3 separate regions of the Rattus norvegicus genome follow, and regions 2 and 3 are each linked to region 1. The links are chromatin contacts, called in public Hi-C maps. All regions are on one chromosome and are shown on one strand. The core of a region is the stretch at or near the end of the contact, and the rest is flanking DNA. Distances in the headings are between cores, read along the strand shown.

Region 1 (3,517 bases), core at 602-3,101:
GCTCCCTGGCTGTCCACTGTTCTCCCCAGTTTGCTCTCATGCTCTCTCACAGATGGCCCTGGCCATGTCCAATCTGCTTTCTCTTCCCTCTGCTCTAGATTCTTCCAGGTGCCTCATGATGTTCTTCTCTCTCTCTCTCTCTCTCTCTCTCTCTCTCTCTCTCTCTCTCTCTCACACACACACACACACACACACACACACAATAAAATCCCTCCCCCTAGTTTGGAGTGGTCACATCAGCAGTTTCTTTACTGTGCCCCCTCTCATACAGTGAGTTGTGATGAGACATATATAAACTATATATTAAATATATAGGAATACTTGGTAACTATTAAATCAAGTTTGGAATTAAGTGTGGTCATGGATCTGTAGTTCCAGCCGCAGGGAGACCAGGGCAGAAGGACTTCTTGAGCCCAGGAGTTTGAGGCCCATCTGAGAAGTGTAATGAGATCTTGTCGCAAAAGTTTTCTTTCAGTGCAAAGTGCCTAGAGTAGTGAAATTCATAGACTGGAAGGGTGGCATTCTCTAGGCCTAGGGATCAAGAAATGAGAAGCTCTGTGATGTCACAGAACTATACACTTAAACACAGTTTAAATGGTAACTAATGTCATATGCATTTCACCATAATAAAATGGCTTCAAAGATTTCTGAAAGGGAAAAACTATTTATGGCATAATATTAGCTTTAGGAGGGATCTGGAGAGATGGCTCAGCGGTTAAGAGCACTAGCTGATCTCCCAAAGGATGCTGGTTCAATTCCCAACACCCACAAGCTCGCAACTGTAACTTCAGTTCCTGGGAATCCTACACCCTCGCACAGACATACATGCAGGCAAAACACCAACGCACTTGAGATAAAAACAAGTTGATTTTTAAAAAGCTTTAGGAGACACTCTAGCTGGCTAAGCTTAATTTATAAACTCACGGAAAACGAGAAAAAATGCATTGATACTATTAAAAGTGATATTAAAGATGGGGGTGACTAAAGTTTATTTTATTGCCTTTTTTTACTCTTTTTTTTCCCATTTTCTACGTTGTTATGTAGTAAGAAGTAAAGGACTGAATTTCTTGGGAGAGTCATCTCTTTCTATGAAGAAGATAAAAGTGCAGTCCACGTAAACGGAGGATCATCGCCCTGACCTCCTACAGAAAGGACTGGTGTGAAGACATCTGCACAGGCAGGAACCTTGAATGTGACCAGACCCACTGCTCCACCAGGCAGAGAAAGCCACGTCCCTGAGTCAAGTGCTACACAGTAGCTTGAAGCAGGAGGTCTCTTCCTACCAAAAAAGGCAAAGCCAAGTCATCAGACAGCACCTAGAAAAGGCCGCCAGCAGGTGGCAGTGTGCCTCTCTGAGGGCTTATCACCCAGCACAAGAACCAACAAGCCCATGGAAAGGCTGTCTACACCAACCAGCACAAGTGTGCTGTGTCAACAAACGCATGCTTTGACATACCGCTCTCAGTCGAGAACACAGGAAACAGCAAAACAAAAGCTGCCTCTCTTCGGTGGGGCCAAATGAACATTTGCTTTCTAAAACCATACTTATATACCTTATGTGAAAAATATAAATCCTATTACTTTTGTATGTACATTACTGATGTAACTTAAGTTTGAACCAATGTGGCCAAGTTGTGTAACTGGCACTCCTCCCCTCGAGTGGATCAAGCCAGTTCTGGAGAAGCCAAAATCATATGTGAACGAACACAAGGCTTTGTCTATGTGAAAAAGATTTGAAGCATTAGTAAGTTTGAATATTCAAACGCTTTTAATAACCAGTGAGGTCTGCTCCCAACTTGTGGGCTGGTGTGACACAGAAGAGGGAGGAGGGAGGAACAGAGAGCCGTAAGTCTCCTTGCTCTGGTCAAAAATTAACCAAGAGGCTTGAGCTGGAAAAAACCTGAAGGGAACCAGTCATGCTGTTTCAACAGATAAGGAAATGGCCACAGTGGAGGCTGGGACAGGTGTGCTCCTGCACAACGGCTTTTCCTAATCTAGAGGGCATAATCAGAGACAGCCTGGAAGAGAGGCAACTCAGAGGCTGCGTGTGACTCCCCACCCCAGCCCCCAAGGCTTCCCACTGCCCCTGGAAGAGGCTACACCAGAGGCAGAGGGGCAGAGAGGGACAATCAACCACCCACTGCTGGCTGCTCCACCACCTCCATCTCCAGGCGTGACAGGTGGCTTTTATAGGGCATTTGATTCCGTCCCAGTTCATTGACTACCTGGTAATCTTTTTATTTGTTTTAATTCTAATTGGTCTCTTTTGCCTTCTGGTGTAGAAAGATACTTGATGTGGAAACAAAGCTTCCTTCTCATGGGGACCAGCTCCTAGCCAAGGACAACCTTTCACACTGTAGGTGTGGCTTTTGATTTAAGAGTTTCTGGCAACTTGCTTTGGTATCGTTTATCGAAAGCTCTAGCCAAAAATGAACAACTTGATTACCTACGCACAGAATCTTTGCCTCTGCAAAAAGCAGCAGTGTGGGGACAGCAGAGAGGTTACAGAACTAATGAAAAAGAGACACGTGCCACCCCCCCTCCCCAAGAATCGTTTTAAGCACCTCCAACCTAAACAGGACTTCCTGCTGACACACTGTGTTGAAACCTGGAAATTTCACGGTGAAACATAAGAGCAGAGTGCCCATGCTCCAGCCTGCTTACCTGATCTAAGGCGTCAACATCATGCTGAGCACTTAACAGGCTATCCACAACTGCGGGACGGTTGTTGATGACTGCTAAGTGAAGAGGGGGCTCCTTAGTCTGCAGAAAGAAAAGCATCTGGCTTCAGGATTCAAAGCCCTGATCTCTGAGAGTTATACCAGTCCACCCAGTGTCGGATCCACAAGAAGCCCTGAGCCATCACCACCATCCGCAGGTTGCCTGTCATTCTGGGCATACACAACAAGCACCTACTAAGGACCATTTTTTTCAGGGGCTAGAGATTTATCTTTTTCAATAAAGTGACTCGGGTATTTAGTTTTAAGGTTTAAGTAATTTAGAGGAAATGTCAAAGGTGCTGGGGCGGTGTGTGTGTCGAGGGAGGGCTGACCCTTCTGGAAGCTAGAAAAGACTTCCTTGAAGAAATGACAGCTGAGCTTGGTCACAGATAAGGAAGTGTTAAGAAGCCTCAACTGATGACTTCTCCAAGCCTTCAGGGAGCCACAGGACAAAAGGAGTGGCTACAGAGGAGGAAATGTATATATAGCATTTCCTGACCAGATGTGAGCTACACTAAGTTCTCTAGATCCCTGGCAAGGCCGCTGTTCCTGCTTACTTGGGCCTCAGGCCTCCTTTGAGAAGTCTACCCAGGGTGGGCTGTGACTAGTCTCAACAGCCTGTTCCTTCATCCCCTCCTTTTACTAGACAGTCACCTTCTTCACCTCACCCCACCTGGACCTCCTGACCCCTCTCCCTTCCTCCCTTCCCTTCCCTCTCTAAGTCAGACCATCAGACCCAAAGTCCATCACCATACCCTGTCTCAAATGTCCCTGCCACCTCACCTCCACCCAGCTAC
Region 2 (3,517 bases), core at 753-3,252, 110 kb after region 1:
ATTTCTTACTTCATTCTACACACTAAAGTAAATCCCAAGCTATACAAGGTCTAAAACTAAAGCTAACAAAAATGTGGAGCACTGTGCAAGGATTCGAAAAGACAAGACAGCTGAGCAGCTATCAATTTTGTTATGGAGTAAAGAAAGCCGTGCCTTTATTCCTGCATGGCTATTCTACTAACAGTAATAATGCAGGCCATAATTTCTAAGGTGGTAATCTAATCACCATACAAAAACCTTCCTGTGCTTAAAATATTCTGGCCTTTAGTACAATGGACCCACGTAGCAAGGCAGTTCCTCATACAGCAACACTAAATAGAAGGAAGTAATTTTCACCCAAGCAAGCGGGAGTTGGGTGTTGGTAGTCACAATTACTCAAAACCAAAATGAGTCACAAAATAAATTGAAGGTTTTATTTAAAAATTAAACATAACATTAACATAATTTCTGTTATTCTAAATGGCATTGTGAAGTGAATTCCTCAATGTTTACAAGCATGTTTATTTAAGAGCAGTGATTCTAAAACCTAGTACAAGAATCAGAAAGTCTTAAACATATTTGACTCAGAAAGGAAAGCAAACTATTCTAAATGTATACTCTTGTAATTTACAAAGTCTCTCTCTCTCTCTCTCTCTCTCTCTCTCTCTCTCTCTTTCTCTCCCCCCCTTGGGTTATGTTTTAACACCTTGACAAGGTATTCTTAAAAGCTTTATCTCTTAAGATTTTAATCATTTGAATGGTTTTCAATTATGTTTGTCATGACTTTATGATGGAAACTCATTTGTATCTGACATACAGCAGATTTAGACTCTATTGTATTTAGTGTCTCCACTAACGCTTCTACACGAGTACATCTCAGGGTTACTGCCTATCATTACGTAGAGTGTAGGACTCTTCTATTGCTCCCAGAGTTTTTTGTTTGTTTCATAATCATTGTGCCTTAACACCCGAAACACTCAAAATTTCCTCTTACTTTCCCATCTGGGTAGCAAGCAGAAATTCTTTTTTACAATTTAATAAGGAAATTCAAAGTTGTAAATTATCAGTAATTTGATAGCTATCTATTGTCTAATTCCTTATTATTTAGTAAAACTCGCGTTTTGATCTTAATGATAGAAAGTTTCTATTCAAACTTTCCTGTCTTTCGGGAAGGAAGAAGATGGTTAACTCAGGGTCTCCGGGGGAGATACTTGCTTACAACTAAGAGAAAACTTCAGGATATAATAATATCCTTATATCTGCTTTTAAAAAGTTCTTTAAACGTCATTTGTTCTCTGACAATCTCAACATTATTTTCCACAAGATAAAAATTCTATAAATTAACAAAGCGAAAATAGCCTGAAGGAATTCTTCCTTTGACAGCAGTAAACCTCAAGTATTAAATCTATTTCCGAAGACACAGACAGTAGTCCTTCGGAATTAGCAGTGACGGTTTTAGAGAGGAAAAAAAAATCTTCAGTTTGCGATTGGAGAGATCATAAACTCCTAACCTGAGTAAAGCGACTGAGCCTCTATCATTTTTTGACCAGGCAAGTTGCAAAGATGTTCCCGGGCTTTCCGGAAAGCAGCGTCTCACCACCCAACATCCTCACCTGAGGGTTCTCACGTCCCGATTCGCAGGCTCGTCATAAACACGCAAGGCAGAATCGGAAGCCAGGCTGGACCGAAGGGGCACACAACTGTCAAAAGAAGCCCACTTGCTCTCAGAAGGTTCCCCTAGGCAACCAGTCTTTCGCGCGCCCAGGACACACACACTAGTTGCCTAGGATTGCGACTACAACTCCCAGGAGGCTGCGCGGCGGACAGAGCGCCGGCCTTCCCAGAATGCAGCGCAGCAGTTTCCCTGTTCAGCTCTCTCCTTTCCCCGCTCCGCCTCCTTCCCTACCCGTCGTCACTCGGGAGGGCCGGAGGTAGGGAGCGTCGAGAGCCACCGGGAGGGGCCCGGGGCGGGGTGGAGGGAGGATGGGAGGACGGAGGGGAGGGAGCTGAGAGAGGAGGGAGGGTAAATAGTGGACCCGGCAGGAAGATGGCGGCTGTAGCGGAGGTGTGAGTGGATCTGGGTCTCTGCTGTTGGCTTGGCTCTTCCCGTCTTCCTCCCCCTCCTCCCTCCCTGACTGAGGTTGGCATCTAGGGGGCCGAGTTCAGGTGGCGGCGCCGGGCGCAGCGCAGGGGTCACGGCCACGGCGGCTGACGGCTGGAAGGGCAGGCTTTCTTCGCCGCTCGTCCTCCTTCCCTGGTCCGCTCGGTGTCAGGCGCGGCGGCGGCGGCGCAGCGGGCGCGCTTCGTCCCTCTTCCTGTTCCCTCACTCCCCGGAGCGGGCACTCTTGGCTGTGCCATCCCCCGACCCTTCACCCCAGGGACTAGGCGCCTGCACTGGCGCAGCTCGCGGAGCGGGGGCCGGTCTCCTGCTCGGCTGTCGCGTCTCCATGTCGGATAACCAGAGCTGGAACTCGTCGGGCTCGGAGGAGGATCCGGAGACAGAGTCCGGGCCGCCTGTGGAGCGCTGCGGAGTCCTCAGCAAGGTGAGCAGCCCGTGGGGCCACGGATCCACTGCCTGGACTCACCTGCCGCGAGACGAGGGGAGCTGCTCGGGACCTGGGGTGGGGCTGGACCGGGAGGCACGGACTGTCCCGGGGCGGGGGCTGCGGAATGTGCTGGGGTGCGGGGCCGAAAGGTCGTTTTGGAATGAGTGCCTCGCCAGGGATGGGATAGGAGGTGCTTGGGACTGTCCTTACTCCTAGACCCCCTAATCTCTGGATCTTGTCAGCTTTGGTCGAGGACCTTGGAAAGCTTGTGTTAAATCTACGATCTAGTTTGGAAGGCAAGGTGCATCTGGTAACTTGGAACCTAAGGCCGCAGCTGTCTGGGGTGTAGGAATCTGGGTTGGGCAGGCGTGGTGTCTGAAGAAGTACTGGACACGGGGACAGTTAAATCGACCTTTAAAACTATCTTTTGGAGCCCCCCCCCCACACACACACCAGAATGGGGGGAGGGGTGTTCAGCTCTAATGGGTGTAATTTAGGCAAACCAGTTGATTGGCTTTGGCCTTGAAATCTGAGATCGTAAACTTCGAGGTGTGAGTGATCTTTGGTGTAGAAAGTGTGTGCGGCACTTCTGTACTTTGCCCCTCCTTGTCCAAGTTCAGAAAGGAGCTATTGAATTGGCACGCTGTGGATAAGAAATATTAATAGTAAGTTGAAACGTGTCAGAGTGAAGACCGACCTTTAGTTCAGGAAAAGGAGCATTTTTTTTTTTTTTTTAGTAATTCAGTATTTGTGCAGAAAAGAAAGACATTTTTTGTTGTTTTGTTTTATTTTCCCTCTGTACTTTTAAAAACTCTTCAATTTTCTTTCTTCTTTTCTTTCTTTTTTTTTTAAAGCCTAGAGTGCATTTATAGGGTTGAAAATGAGTGATCTTGTTAATATTTCACAGTGTGTTGTATTTTACGTTTTTGTTGTGGGGAGACCCAGTTAGTCTTTTTGACTTCCCTGTCCTTTTCTGTTAAACTTTAAGAAAT
Region 3 (3,517 bases), core at 721-3,220, 83 kb after region 1:
TCCCATGCCAATCGCTAACTAAGGAAATGCCCTCCAGGCTTGTCTATAGCTTGATCTTATGGAGGCGTTCTCTCAGGTCAGAGTCTCTCTTCCCTGATTCTAGCTGGTGTTAGGTTGACATAAAACTAGGCAGGACAAGAGCTAATGTCAGAAATTGTTATTCTATACAAATCTATAACAATGCAGAATTGTAATCTTTAAAAACTTTTTGCCTCTTCACAGAAAAACGATCGGATTGAACAGCAAAAAAAGAAATGAATATAGACAAAATAGGTGAGTCAAGAAAAGTTTACATGGCAAACATGCTCATACCCTGTTTGTAGGGGCTGCCTGCACTCATGCTTTAAATGTGGGTTTCCAGCTTACCCTGCAAAGGGTGACTGGGGACAGTGTTAATTTTAACAACCTATAAGATCTAACAAGAGATAGTGAAGGAAGAGGGAAGGGATGAGTCACACTGTGAGGCTTCCTCTGGGCAGCTGCACGCTTGCACCAAGTACAAGAGAGAACTTCACGGAAGAGACTGTCCCAGCGTTAATGGTGAGCGTGAGGAGTTTTCCCTCCTGGTTTGCATTCTACATCATAACGTAAATCACAACAGACAGTAGCTGTAGAACAAGCACAGCACAAGCAGAACATAACCTGCTACTGAAAGGATCGACAGAGGCAAAACACTGCAACCGAGTTGAGAGAAACCAGTGAGCTCTTACATGAAAGCAACTGTGTCGCGTGGAGAGCCACGAAGGTAGGCTGTGCCTGCCCACCTCCCAGGCCCATGCTGTCTTCAGCCTTGCCCTCATTTACAGAATACTTGTTTCATGGTCTTCCCTAGAGCAGACACACTCGCCACCCACTAGCTGGAGATTAAAATTGCAATTCTTCTCTTAGAAACAAGGCCTCCGAATTCCATCTGCCTGTAGCAGGCACTGACAGTGTACAGAAGGCCTATCTCCTGCTGGGTCTGCCACTCTCACTGACCTGAGGGACTCTGCCTTCTTGGACTGCCCGTATCTAGAATACCTGTCTGAGTTCTGCCACACCTCTCATCGGTCAACTCAAACTTCCCATGATACTCAGGTGCAGCTTTGTCTTTGTGCCAGAGAACCAATGTTCTCTTTTTTTCTTGTTTCCATGTGGCCCTTATTGTATTAGATAAGCTATAATAATTACAACATGCCTAAAATATGAATGAGGTAAGAATAAGGGAGTGGCATCTGAAATATTTTGGCTTGGAATAATATAGGGAAGCAAAAGATGAGTAGAAAGCAAACCAGGAGGGAAAACTCCTCACTCATGATTAACGCTGGGACAGCCTCTCTGTGAAGTTCTCTCTTGTACTTAGTGCAAGCGCGCAGCTGCCCAGAGGAAGCCTCACAGTGTGACTCATCCTTTCCCTCTTCCTTTACAACCCCTCGTTAGTCACCCACCCGTCCTGTCTGAATGCTTTCTGTTCTCCCAGATGCAGTGTCTCAGCTTCCAACGTTTCTCTCCCTTTAGCTCCCATTCATACCTCATTTATCACACTTTCCCCTGAAGGCCTTTCACAGGCTACTCGGGTTGTAACGTCTACCTTCTTCCTCCTGTTACTTCTGGGAACTTGTGTGTCACTGGGGTTAAAAATAGGGACTTTCCTCTGTGTCTCAGCAATGCCTCTCATTAGGCACATGACCATGGTTACATTAGCCCTCTCTTAGATCCTTATTGATAATAAGCTAATGACAAAGGTTGTTGAAGGAATGAAGAGATGCTTGTAAGTGTTCTTGGAGAGAGATAAGGCAAGGGCTTGCTGACTACCCCTCGTTTTAAGGTATTAGGGACAGTTAATGAGTATGTCATGTAATATGCTAAGTGCTTCCCATATAAACTCACTAGTCAAAATAATTCTGAGATTACAATTATTAGTCTGATGAATGAGAAAATGAAAGTTTACAAAGATTAAGAAATTTGTTCTGAGTCATAGAGCTGACAAATGGGAGAGCTGGACTTGAAAACAGGCTACTCTTTCATTGTCTTATGATCCTCTCTAACACAGGCTTTGGCTTTTTTTGTTTGTTTTTCTTTTTCTTTTTTTGTCTTTGTCATTGCTGTTGTTTGTTTTGGAGACTCTTTGTGTAGTCCTGGCTGTTCTAAACCTACTATGTAGACCAGGCTGGCCTAGAAGTCACAGAGACCCACCTGCCTCCTGAGTGCTGGGGTGAGAGGTGTGACTACCACATGTGGCTAACAGACTGAATAGTCTTTAATGCTGAACAAATTCAGACCAACTCTAGTCTTTTTTTTTTTTTTTTCTTTCTTTTTTTCGGAGCTGGGGACCGAACCCAGGGCCCTGTGCTTGCTAGGCAAGCGCTCTACCACTGAGCTAAATTCCCAACTCCTTAGTCTTATAGTTTATATCTACACTCTATGCTAATGTAATTTCTGTTTTTAAAATCATCAATTTCTACTACATTTAGGACAATATTTGGAAATACTACTTTTTATTTTGACTTAGTTTCTCCATAAAGTCTACTGAGATGGTCCAAGTTAGTAGAGGCAGCTGTTGAAATGGCCGGAATGCACTGATTGGCTGTGCAGACTTCACGTAACGAATTCGGATGCTTGCTTACTCAGTTTATGAGCTCATTAGAAGACACTTTATGACAACAGTCAGGCGACTGTGCCTTCCAGGAGTGTATGAGAGTGGAGTCCAGTGGAGAATATTCAAGGAGGGTCCAAATGGACGGCCCAGCTTCTGCATGCAAACTTCTTCCCTCAGTCCGACTAGCAGGCATTTACACTATCACGTCACACAGAATAAGATCTAGCATGTGGAAAATGGGAGTCCAAAATAGAAACATTTCCTATGAAAATATCTCTGTTCTCTGAGACCTTCTTGTCTCCTTGGAACTTCCTCAGCCTCCTCCCCTATACACAGCTTCTTTTAGAGGAAGCTCGACAAATGAAACGATTAAATAATCAACATAAAACACATTTCCTACCACTCCTGTTCTGAGAGATGCCATCGAGGCTCCCATAAAACACTCAACCCAACTGGAACCAAATCTGAGATTCTGCTGCTCAATGAAAAGCACTTTCTGTTCTTTCAGGTCATCAGCAGCTTAAACTGCAAAAATCCGTACGAACCCTCAAAGTCAGAGCAACACACCAGCTATGTTCCTCTGTGCCTGTAAAGCTTCTAGCAAACGTACGTGTAGATTACAGATCAACAAAACTCAGCAGCCCAAAAGCAAACTGTTTACAGAATAAAGGCAATTTAAAGACAACATTGTTTTCAACAGAACACAATTGTTTAAACTTGGAAAAAAAATCCTTCACACTTTAACTGAAACATTTTGTATGTCTGCTCAGTGAAAGTTACTATTAAGGGAGTCAGTCAAAAGATAAGTTAAACTAGAAGAAAATATTTGCAAAACCAGAGCCAGTATGTGACTGATATCCAAAATACACAAGGGATGCTTCAAATTCAATAAAAAGCAAAATAAAACCCCATGATCTGATTTAAAACTAAGCGTAAGGC

What was found. A called contact is a pair of places that touch in the nucleus more often than the background predicts.
Region 2: a contact with region 1 is called in a Hi-C map of Schwann cells, with 5 times the contacts expected there. The contact joins the promoter of Cert1 here to the enhancer-like site in region 1. A contact is called at or near these places in 4 of 12 Hi-C or Micro-C datasets (the Rat2 cell line, Schwann cells, kidney and 1 more) and 1 of 1 datasets of contacts at active chromatin or transcription factors (oligodendrocytes).
Region 3: a contact with region 1 is called in a Hi-C map of the A7r5 cell line, with 2.3 times the contacts expected there. The contact joins two enhancer-like sites. A contact is called at or near these places in 4 of 12 Hi-C or Micro-C datasets (the A7r5 cell line, liver and mammary epithelial cells).

What each region holds. Positions count from the first base shown.
Region 1 is chr2:29,504,335-29,507,851 of GRCr8, forward strand. It overlaps Ankdd1b (ankyrin repeat and death domain containing 1B), which reads right to left. Exons shown (of 15, transcript XM_008760686.4): 10 at 2,665-2,763. Among named protein-coding and RNA genes, the nearest start is that of Ankdd1b, 43 kb to the right of the region's middle. Within about 2 kb of position 1,852, at least 18 of the 93 cell types and tissues checked have an H3K27ac peak or open chromatin away from gene starts, as enhancers often do. A contact at or near this core is called in the A7r5 cell line, Schwann cells and kidney, where this site is marked.
Region 2 is chr2:29,615,200-29,618,716 of GRCr8, forward strand. Cert1 (ceramide transporter 1) reads left to right here and starts at 2,003. Exons shown (of 18, transcript NM_001108935.1): 1 at 2,003-2,522. The coding sequence starts at 2,427. Polk (DNA polymerase kappa) reads right to left here and starts at 1,761. Exons shown (of 15, transcript NM_138516.1): 1 at 1,593-1,761.
Region 3 is chr2:29,587,016-29,590,532 of GRCr8, forward strand. The region is part of intron 3 of Polk (DNA polymerase kappa); the gene reads right to left. Among named protein-coding and RNA genes, the nearest start is that of Polk, 28 kb to the right of the region's middle. Within about 2 kb of position 1,971, at least 45 of the 93 cell types and tissues checked have an H3K27ac peak or open chromatin away from gene starts, as enhancers often do. A contact at or near this core is called in the A7r5 cell line, where this site is marked.